Linked DNA regions of Mus musculus: all the other regions are linked to region 3. A link is a contact called in public promoter capture Hi-C data. All regions are on one chromosome and are shown on one strand. The core of a region is the stretch at or near the end of the contact, and the rest is flanking DNA. Distances in the headings are between cores, read along the strand shown. Region 1 holds the start of Polr2m (polymerase (RNA) II (DNA directed) polypeptide M). Region 2 holds the start of Rab27a (RAB27A, member RAS oncogene family). Region 3 holds the start of Zfp280d (zinc finger protein 280D).

Evidence for each region. Promoter capture Hi-C pulls out the DNA fragments that hold promoters and counts their contacts.
Region 1: a promoter capture Hi-C map of liver shows a contact between it and region 3, with 7 times the contacts expected there. The contact joins the promoter of Polr2m here to the promoter of Zfp280d in region 3. A contact is called at or near these places in 4 of 39 promoter capture datasets (hippocampal neurons, liver, pre-B cells and 1 more), 1 of 484 Hi-C or Micro-C datasets (Th1 cells), 5 of 115 datasets of contacts at active chromatin or transcription factors (bone marrow-derived macrophages, cardiomyocytes, embryonic stem cells and 1 more) and 1 of 9 other capture datasets (macrophages).
Region 2: a contact with region 3 is called in a promoter capture Hi-C map of pre-B cells, with 2.7 times the contacts expected there. The contact joins the promoter of Rab27a here to the promoter of Zfp280d in region 3. A contact is called at or near these places in 3 of 39 promoter capture datasets (the HPC-7 cell line, liver and pre-B cells).

The regions. Positions count from the first base shown.
Region 1 is chr9:71,484,579-71,487,278 of GRCm38.p6, reverse strand. Polr2m (polymerase (RNA) II (DNA directed) polypeptide M) reads left to right here and starts at 1,296. Exons shown (of 4, transcript NM_178602.3): 1 at 1,296-1,595. The coding sequence starts at 1,483.
Region 2 is chr9:73,043,470-73,046,169 of GRCm38.p6, reverse strand. Rab27a (RAB27A, member RAS oncogene family) reads right to left here and starts at 1,360. Exons shown (of 6, transcript NM_023635.6): 1 at 1,159-1,360.
Region 3 is chr9:72,273,502-72,276,201 of GRCm38.p6, reverse strand. It overlaps Zfp280d (zinc finger protein 280D), which reads right to left and starts at 1,314. Exons shown (of 22, transcript NM_146224.5): 1 at 1,173-1,314.

The DNA.
Region 1 (2,700 bases), core at 47-2,546, 790 kb after region 3:
AAGATAATTGTTTCGAAGTCCATCAGGTATAAGTGTTATAAAAACAATGAAATGTGACTCTCCCTGAGAAGCCCATGCCCATCTCTGGGTATATGTTCCATTTGAGCACTTTTATATCTCTGAACACTCATACTTAGGCCTGTATGAAAATATTTTTTATTAGACTCCTATTCTCCTAGTCCTGAATATTTTCAGCATCAAAGTTACAAACCCTGGTTTGAAATCCCTAAAAGATTAGAGGAATTTCTCAGGCCGTGGAAGTCAAGAGTGGAGCCGTTCTTCCTTTCTATTCCCTTTGTTAATATGGCTTAATAAGCCCACTCTTAAGAGAAATGAGAGTTTATGTTGACATGAACATCTATTAAAAATGTTGACAGTGACTTGATCTGTGATCATTAAGAACTGAAAACAACTCAAATATCCTTCAGCATAAACACACAACTCACAATGCAATACTGCCTAGCAATAAAAAAGGGGCAGGGCAGCAAAGCCCGAATCAGAAACTGTCCAACTACTTGCCAAAGACGCTGTACTATTTTGCATCCTCTGCTCCCCCATTAGCAGTCTGTAGGAATCTCAGTCGCTCTTCATTATTTCCAACAGTTGACATGGTCGACCTTTCTAATTCCTGATATTCTGACTTGCTCAAATATTCAAATCTTGTTTTGTTTGAGACAGAGTCACTTTGCAACCTCGAATTCACTATGTAGATCAGGCTGGCCTTGAACTCAGTCAGCCAGACTTAAAGGCATGCACGACCATACCTGACTATATTGTTTCTAATATGCATTTTATTATAGCTAGCTATATTGGTCACTTGTTATTTTTTGAAGACTAAATTATGTTAATGTGTGTGTGTTTGTGCGCAGGTGTCTGGAGAAGCCAGAGTTTGTGAAGTGCCCTGGAGCTGCAGTCTAAAGGCATTTGTAAGCTACCCAACAGGGGCACTGGTACCCAAACTCTGGCATACTGCAAAAGCAGTATGCCCTCTTAGCCACTGAGCCATCATTATAACCCCGTTATTTATTTTAACTGTGATTAATGTCCATTCAGGAATCCCTGTAAATTTTTTGTCCAAAACTTTGATTGCTTAATCGTAGATGCGACGCTCTATTACTTTCGTCATATTTTACTTATTAGAAGTGAGTTTGTAAGTCTTTGACTTGAGTGTCCTATATTTCCCAGTGCACAGGCGAAAAGCCGGGAAAGCAAAAGGCCCATCCAGAGAAAGCCCGCCAAACCCAGACGCCTTGGCGGTGATGTAACTTCCGCCCCTGCACGCTTCCTCGGGCGTCCCCTCGTCCTGGCCTGTCCGTTTCCGGCATTTCAATAAAGCTCCCTTCGGCTCGGAGAAGCCGTGCTCTTCCGGGAAAATGGCGACTCCCGCTCGCGCTCCAGAGTCGCCGCCGGCCGCGGAGCCAGCGCCCGCCGTGGGCCCCGCCGGGGATCCCTGCCCGCCGCGCCAGCCGCAGCCCGTGCGCAATGTTCTCGCTGCCCCGCGGCTTCGAGCCCCCAGCTCCCGAGGACTTGGGGCGGCAGAGTTCGGCGGAGCTGCGGGAGAGGTTGAGGCGCCAGGAGAGACTTTTGCGCAACGAGTAAGCGGTGGCCCTGGGGTCGCGGTTGCGGGGGATCGGGATCAGGGAACAGGCTCTCAGGGATCGGGATCCGGGGACTTGGTCTCCCGCCCCGCCCCGCGGCCTGGCGCGCGAAGGTGACCTTGCGTGGCCAGGCCTCCCGAGCCAGGCCTGTCCTGTGCGCGGGCATGGCTCCATGCTGCCCGGCCCTCACTCGGCAGCCGCGCCTGCTCGATTTCATGTTCGCACTACAGCTTTGAACGAGCTCCGGTACCAAAGCCTCTTGATCGGAACGTGTGGGATTTCCTTCTCTCTATCTGAAGCCCCACTCTTTCCCCAACCATAGATTTGGAGAGCGGGCTGGAAAGTTTGGTTCATGCGTAGTGGGGAGAAGATGATAGCTGATTGCCTAAAGGCAGCTTTGTTTAGGAACAGGATTGAAGGAAGACGCCAAAAGGATATTTTCTGAGAGGTTTTTTTTTCAGCAAGGAGGGAAAAATGGACCATGAAGGCAATCGAGGGATTGGGGGAACTGGTGTAATAATTTGGAGACAAATATATATTAATAGTTAACAGGTGGTTGAAGTTTCTGGGGAGCAACAAAGAATAATGGGAAAATTGGGAGAGAGGGATGGATTTTAGGTTAATTTTTTATTTTGGGCGTATTCAGTTGAGGGAGTAATTGCAGGCATTTAGTTAATTAAAAGCCAACCGATTAAAACCCAGAGGAATGAGTATTAGGCACAAGAGAGAGAAGGCTGAAAAAAACCGAGAGGAACTCAGTTGCAGAGAGGCATTAATACTGTTGAAAACGTGGGAATAAATGTATCAGGAAAAATAGAGGACCCAAGGTTTAGCCCCCTTCTCCTGTTTGTTATATAACCAAGGAAAAGAACCAGAAAGGGAATTTTTGTCACTGAGGGAAAGGAGCCAATGACCATTTGGCAGGAGGGGTTCCTACTAGAAACAGGTAGGTATTTTGACTTTTCAAGATTGGGTTGTTAATTTTAGCAGTGAATTAACCTTCTGGTCTTGGAACATTTTTATACTCTTTAAGAGTTATTTGGCATCTCAAAGAACTCCTGTTTATATATGCTGAGTCTAGAAATATTAGCAGTTTGCCAGA
Region 2 (2,700 bases), core at 111-2,610, 770 kb before region 3:
GCCTGAGATTCTCTAAGAGTGGAATTTCTTTACTAAGATGGGGAAACAGGTATCAGGAAAGGAAGTTAAAAGTCTGGTTCCCAAAGGCGGCTTCCCTCTTCAAAATGCCTGTGCGTGCTCTAAAGCCAAGGCCACAGAATTGAGAAGCTGACCGTAAATTCCACACAGAGATACAAGGGACTCTTCTGCACAGCCAAAAAAACTCGTAAAAGGTGGCAAGGGAGGGGGTGGGGCGGGGTGACGTCAGAAATAAACAAACAACAACAACAACAACGACAAATAAGACACACTGTGGAGAGGAAACGGAAAGGTGTTGGGGTGGGGGGGAAGACCAAGGTAAAATAAGAAGGCAGCTCCCATTCAGGCGCGCTTAGCATTTCTGAATACCCCCCCTTCCTTTCTTTTTGGTGTTTGTTTTTTGAGAAAGAGTCTCCTGTAACCCAGGCTGGTTTCAAGCACACACTATGTAGCAAAGGCTGACCTTGAACCCTGGATCCTTCTCTGTCCACCTTCCAAATGCAGGGATTACTTTTCCCATACCGGTTCCACTCTACAGGGAGCTTTAAAGAATACGAAATGTCTCCTGCCTTCCTCACCCGGCTGGGCTGAACAGCTAAGGCAGAACAGCTGTTAGCCCTTGGGCTTGAAAGAGAAGCCTAGGGGAATACTCCAGACAACAGCAAGATGCAAAGGCCAGGGGGGCTGCTGAGACGCCTCAAGATCTCCTACATTACAGAGCTGGCTTTCCAAATCGGTACCCAGCTACTGGGCCAGAGACCCGGTCTTGGCAAAGTGACCAAAATATGTCATCCATCAATTCTACCTCCGATAGGGTGACTCTAAGACCAGGCTGACCAGCTGGGTTCTCTGAATGACAGGAAAAGGCAGAGCCCTTTCTCACCTGAAAGCAGCAGGACTCTAAAGACTTTAAAGTCAAAGACTTCTAAAACCGAAGTGAGGGAAGGACAGAGGGATGGGCAGACCTATTTCTCTTCCCCTCATTAAAGGGATTTTGGCACCTAGATGCCACCCGGGATAACCTTCAGCCCCTGGAACTCCAGAAAACCAGCATCCATTCCGAAGATCTGTCCCCTGGTTGCCCTAGGGCTGACTTGCTCGCCTGCAATCTGCAGCGCGCCCAGAACGCTGAGTGCTCACCCGGTTTGGTGCTCTGTCCGGTGCTGTCCCTGCGGTGTTGCGTCCCTGCAGTGCTAGATTCCCAACGTGCCGCGTCCTCGCTGTGCTCTATCCCTTAGGTACTCCCTTCCAAATGGAGCTCGGGACCCCGTGCGACTGGCCTTTTTTGGGTGCTTGGCGCTATTTTCCGTCTGGCCCCACATCACTTCCCGTAGAGGAGAGCGCGGTGGGGGCGGGTCCTGAGCGGCCTCCACCTCCGCCTCCTGTCACCTGCCCGCAGGCCCCCAGCCACAGAAACGACTGCTCGCCTCGCCTGGCACGGATCGGGTCTCCTCGCCCCTTCTGAAAGGTGTGAGAACCACAGAGGGTGGTTTTCCTTGAGACCAAGAGAGCCATTCACAAAAAGCTCAAATTGCCCCAGGATCCGGGTAAGGCGAGGCGTGCCCTGGAGACTCCAAAGGTCTGTCCTAAAAGCTTTTTCATGGCTGTGCATCCTCCCTGGAGACAGCTTGGGCATGGCCTACTGGGGTTCCTGGACTCGATGATGAGAAAAATAGGTAAGATTCAGTCAGAAGAAAATAAACACTATTCTGGAAGGCAATGGCCAGCGGAGTCTACATGCACACAGTCTAACTCGGATTACACTCACCCTGAAGTCCTAAAACACTGTTAGGGCAGGCAGTTACTGCACAGTAAGAGGGAAATTATGGGGTGGCATAACATGCTAAGACCCGGCAGGGTCCGGAGCAGCCTATGACCCTCTGCTGCCTCCTAGTGGCCTTCTACCGATGCCTAGGGTTTTCTGTGAGCAGTCTGGGTCTCAACCTGGGGATGGAGGACATTAGCCAAATCCGTCCAAAGGTGGTTCTGCGCTTCACACTGGCCTTTGGGCCTGCCCTGTTGCTTTCAGAATTCCACTTCCAAGACAAGCAAAATGCTGAGAAGGAAGACTGGGCTAAGTTCTGTCCATGCAGTTTCATTCATCCCTAGGGCCTGCCACCACAAACTCCGCGGTCCAGCTGTCCCACCCACCTGCACACCCAGTCACCCCTCCTGTCTGTAGCTACTAGGACTGCACCACAGTGCAGTTTCTCAATCTGTAGATGGCAGCTACTGGAGTCACCCACGCTTGTAAGCAACCCCAATAAACTGGACCGGTACAGAATCTTTTCTATCATTCCATCAGGGCTGAAGAGAAATACCCTCCCCAGGAAAAGCAAGGCAACCATCTTCCTTCAGGCACTAGCTCTTTTTTTTTTTTTCTTTTTGGTTTTTCGAGACAGGGTTTTTCTGTGTAGCCCTGGCTGTCCTGGAACTCACTCTGTAGACCAGGCTGGCCTTGAACTCAGAAATCCGTCTGCCTCTGCCTCCTCCCGAGTGCTGGGATTAAAGGCGTGTGCCGACGTCACCACCACCCGGCTCTGGCACTAGCTCTCAAGGAGCTATCACTAGAGGCCAAGACAGGTGGATTTCTGAGTTCGAGGCTAGCCTGGTCTACAGAGTGAGTTCCCAGACAGCGAGGGCTACACAGAGAAACCCTGTCTCAAAAAACCAAAAAAAAAA
Region 3 (2,700 bases), core at 65-2,564:
TCTCCGAAAGTAGCCCAAGGTAAACATTGACACCAATGACAGATACAACCACTCAAACTCAAGGATGGCTTTAGTGCAGATGGTGGACCATCAAAAAGCACAAGGTCCTCCAACCCGGTCCCTTCACCCTATCAGTTACATCCAAACAACTTGAGTTGGTACAGTCATCTCTCAAAACAAGATAGCACACAGATGCCAAGGGAAGGGTTTTGTACCTTCAAACTCTTACTTCCATCGTGTGAATTTATGGTTAAGGGCACTAAAAGACGTCCAAGTATTTAGATGATTCAGTCCAAACTTGAAAATAAAGCCAAATGTTTAAGTATGGCGGACTATTTAAAAAAAAAATTTTTTTTCTTCGTGAAGCCAAAAGTCTCCATGCTCGCAGCAGGTTAACGTCCATTTTTTTCCTAGCATATTTCTTTCCTAACGGGTTACAAATGCAGGTTGGTCGTGAAAACACCATCTTCTTGCGCAGGCTAAAACCTCAGCGCGACCACTCGTTTGTGGTTTATTAAGTGAAACCTGCAACGCACAGCTGGAAAATCTGTCAGGCTCGGTTCTCCTCAAAGCCCTCCTCTGGTAGACAATAGCGGGGCTATGGCAGAGTGGGGACATTCCTTTGACAAGAAAGGTGGCTAGATAGGAGCGGTCGTCTAGCACAAGGTAAGGCCTCTGTGGCTGTTATGGCGAACGCCAGTGGGGTTCTGCTCTTGCGTGAAGAGTCGAGTGGGTTGGGTTGTGAGCTCGGGTCTCCGCCACACACACACACACACACACACACACACACACACACACCCGCGGACAAGGTACAAAGGACCGAGGGGAGTCGTCCCCCGAGAGCACAGCCGGGCTGAGAAAGCGATGGGAGGATCTGCGCGGTGGCGAGGCGACGAGGCGAGGCGACGGCTGGGCGGCCCTGTACTGTGGGCCGCCGCGCCGCCGGCCGCCTCGCCTCGTCGCGCCGGGAACCCTCCCGCGCCAGGCCCGGCAAGATGGCGGGCCCGGCCCCATGCGCAGCCGGCCCCTGCCCTGCCCGGCCCGGGCGCTCTCGCCGACGCGCCGCGGCCCGAGACCCCCACCCTGCGCCCCCGGAGTGCGGCGGCGCGGCCGCGCGGGAGGGCCTTCGCGGGCGGGCGGGCGGGCGGCCGCGCGGGGCGGGGGACGCTTACCGTGAGCGGAGCGGCTCGGCCTGACTGGAGCCCTGAGGAGGAGGAGAAAGAGGAGGAGGCGAGGGAGGAGCGCGGGCTGTGTACGCCGAGGCCGCTCCGGCTCCCATCGCGGAGCGGGGCTGCTGGGCGCCGTGAGGGGGGAGGGGGCTGTCGCGAGCCAGGGCGCAGTGCCTCATGGGTAGGCTCCGGGTTGGCCTCGCGCGTCCGCGCTCCCAGTCTTCCCGCCAACGCGGGAGGCGAGCGCGGCCATATGCGCCGTGCTGCGGACCTCGAAGGCCCGGGCCGGCCGGGCCCTAGCAGCCGGCGAGGACACGCGGGGACCGGGCTGAGCTAGGCCGTGGCGCTCATGGCCGCCTCAGGCCTAGAATTTGTAGGCACTCAGCAGTGAGTTCCATCCTTCTCCGTGTGCGAGGGTTAAAGGGCATGGGGAAGGGTGTGAGAGGAAAAGGAGATGAGTTTCCAGGATAGTACCACGTTGTTTTTGGAAAGTACGTTTTTGTTTGGGTATCTTTTTCACTCCTATTGTATGAATAGTAATCCGTAATTGGAGGTGGAAAAAAATGGCCGATGTATTTATAAGAATACTTCATCGTAAGTCGGATCTGTAAGGAAACAGACACCATGTTATGTCCGAAATGTAGATGGACATTTGTGTGTTTGAACGATGTCAGATTTTGTTAAAAAAAAAAAAAAGAAAGGAAGGAAGGAAGAAAGAAAGAGGCAATAAAACGAGGGCTGGAGAGATGTAAAATGAGTAAGAGCCCATGTTGCTTTTCTAGAGTGCCCTAATTTGGTTCGCAGCACCCCATGGTGGCACACAACTACAGTTCAGGGGATCTGATGCCCTCTTCTGGCCTCGGTAGGCACCAGACACTAAAGTGGCACACAGGCATATATACAGACAAAAAAACACAGATACACATAAACTCAAATACTATGAGCTACCTTCTATCAAATAGCCTCAGTGTCTATAGATACCAGGCTCTCGGCGATCAAAGCTTCTTTTATTCCAGTCTTAATTACTAGCTCAATACATTTCATACTTAGAGAATGGGTACAAAAGGTTTAAAGAGACCAGCAGATTTCAGAGGACAAAAGCAGAAAGCTGATACATATATAAAGTGAGTTGCAGATACTAAGGGAAGGGATCTGGGAACCCAATAGGAGGCCAGTGGAGCTAGGGCTGCAGAACAGGACCACAGGGGGCTAGAAGCCAGAGAGGAGCAAGATCCATTAGAAAGACAGAAGGAGGACACTGCAGGTGGGCTAAGCCCAGTATTGTGAATTTAGGATTTGTCTGCCTATCACTTCCTTGAAAGAGACACCAGGTGGTCAGGTGAGAGGTTAGCAATTCAGTCACCATCTCAGTGTTAGGTACCTATATTATTAGTTTTCTAACTGAACTTAGAGAATGAATCCATGTGCATAGAAAGGGGGGTTATTAGAATGACTTATAAGCAACAATGGCTGGCTATGGACAAAAAGTCCAAGAATTCAGTAATTGCTCAATTCAGGTTGGATGTTTCAG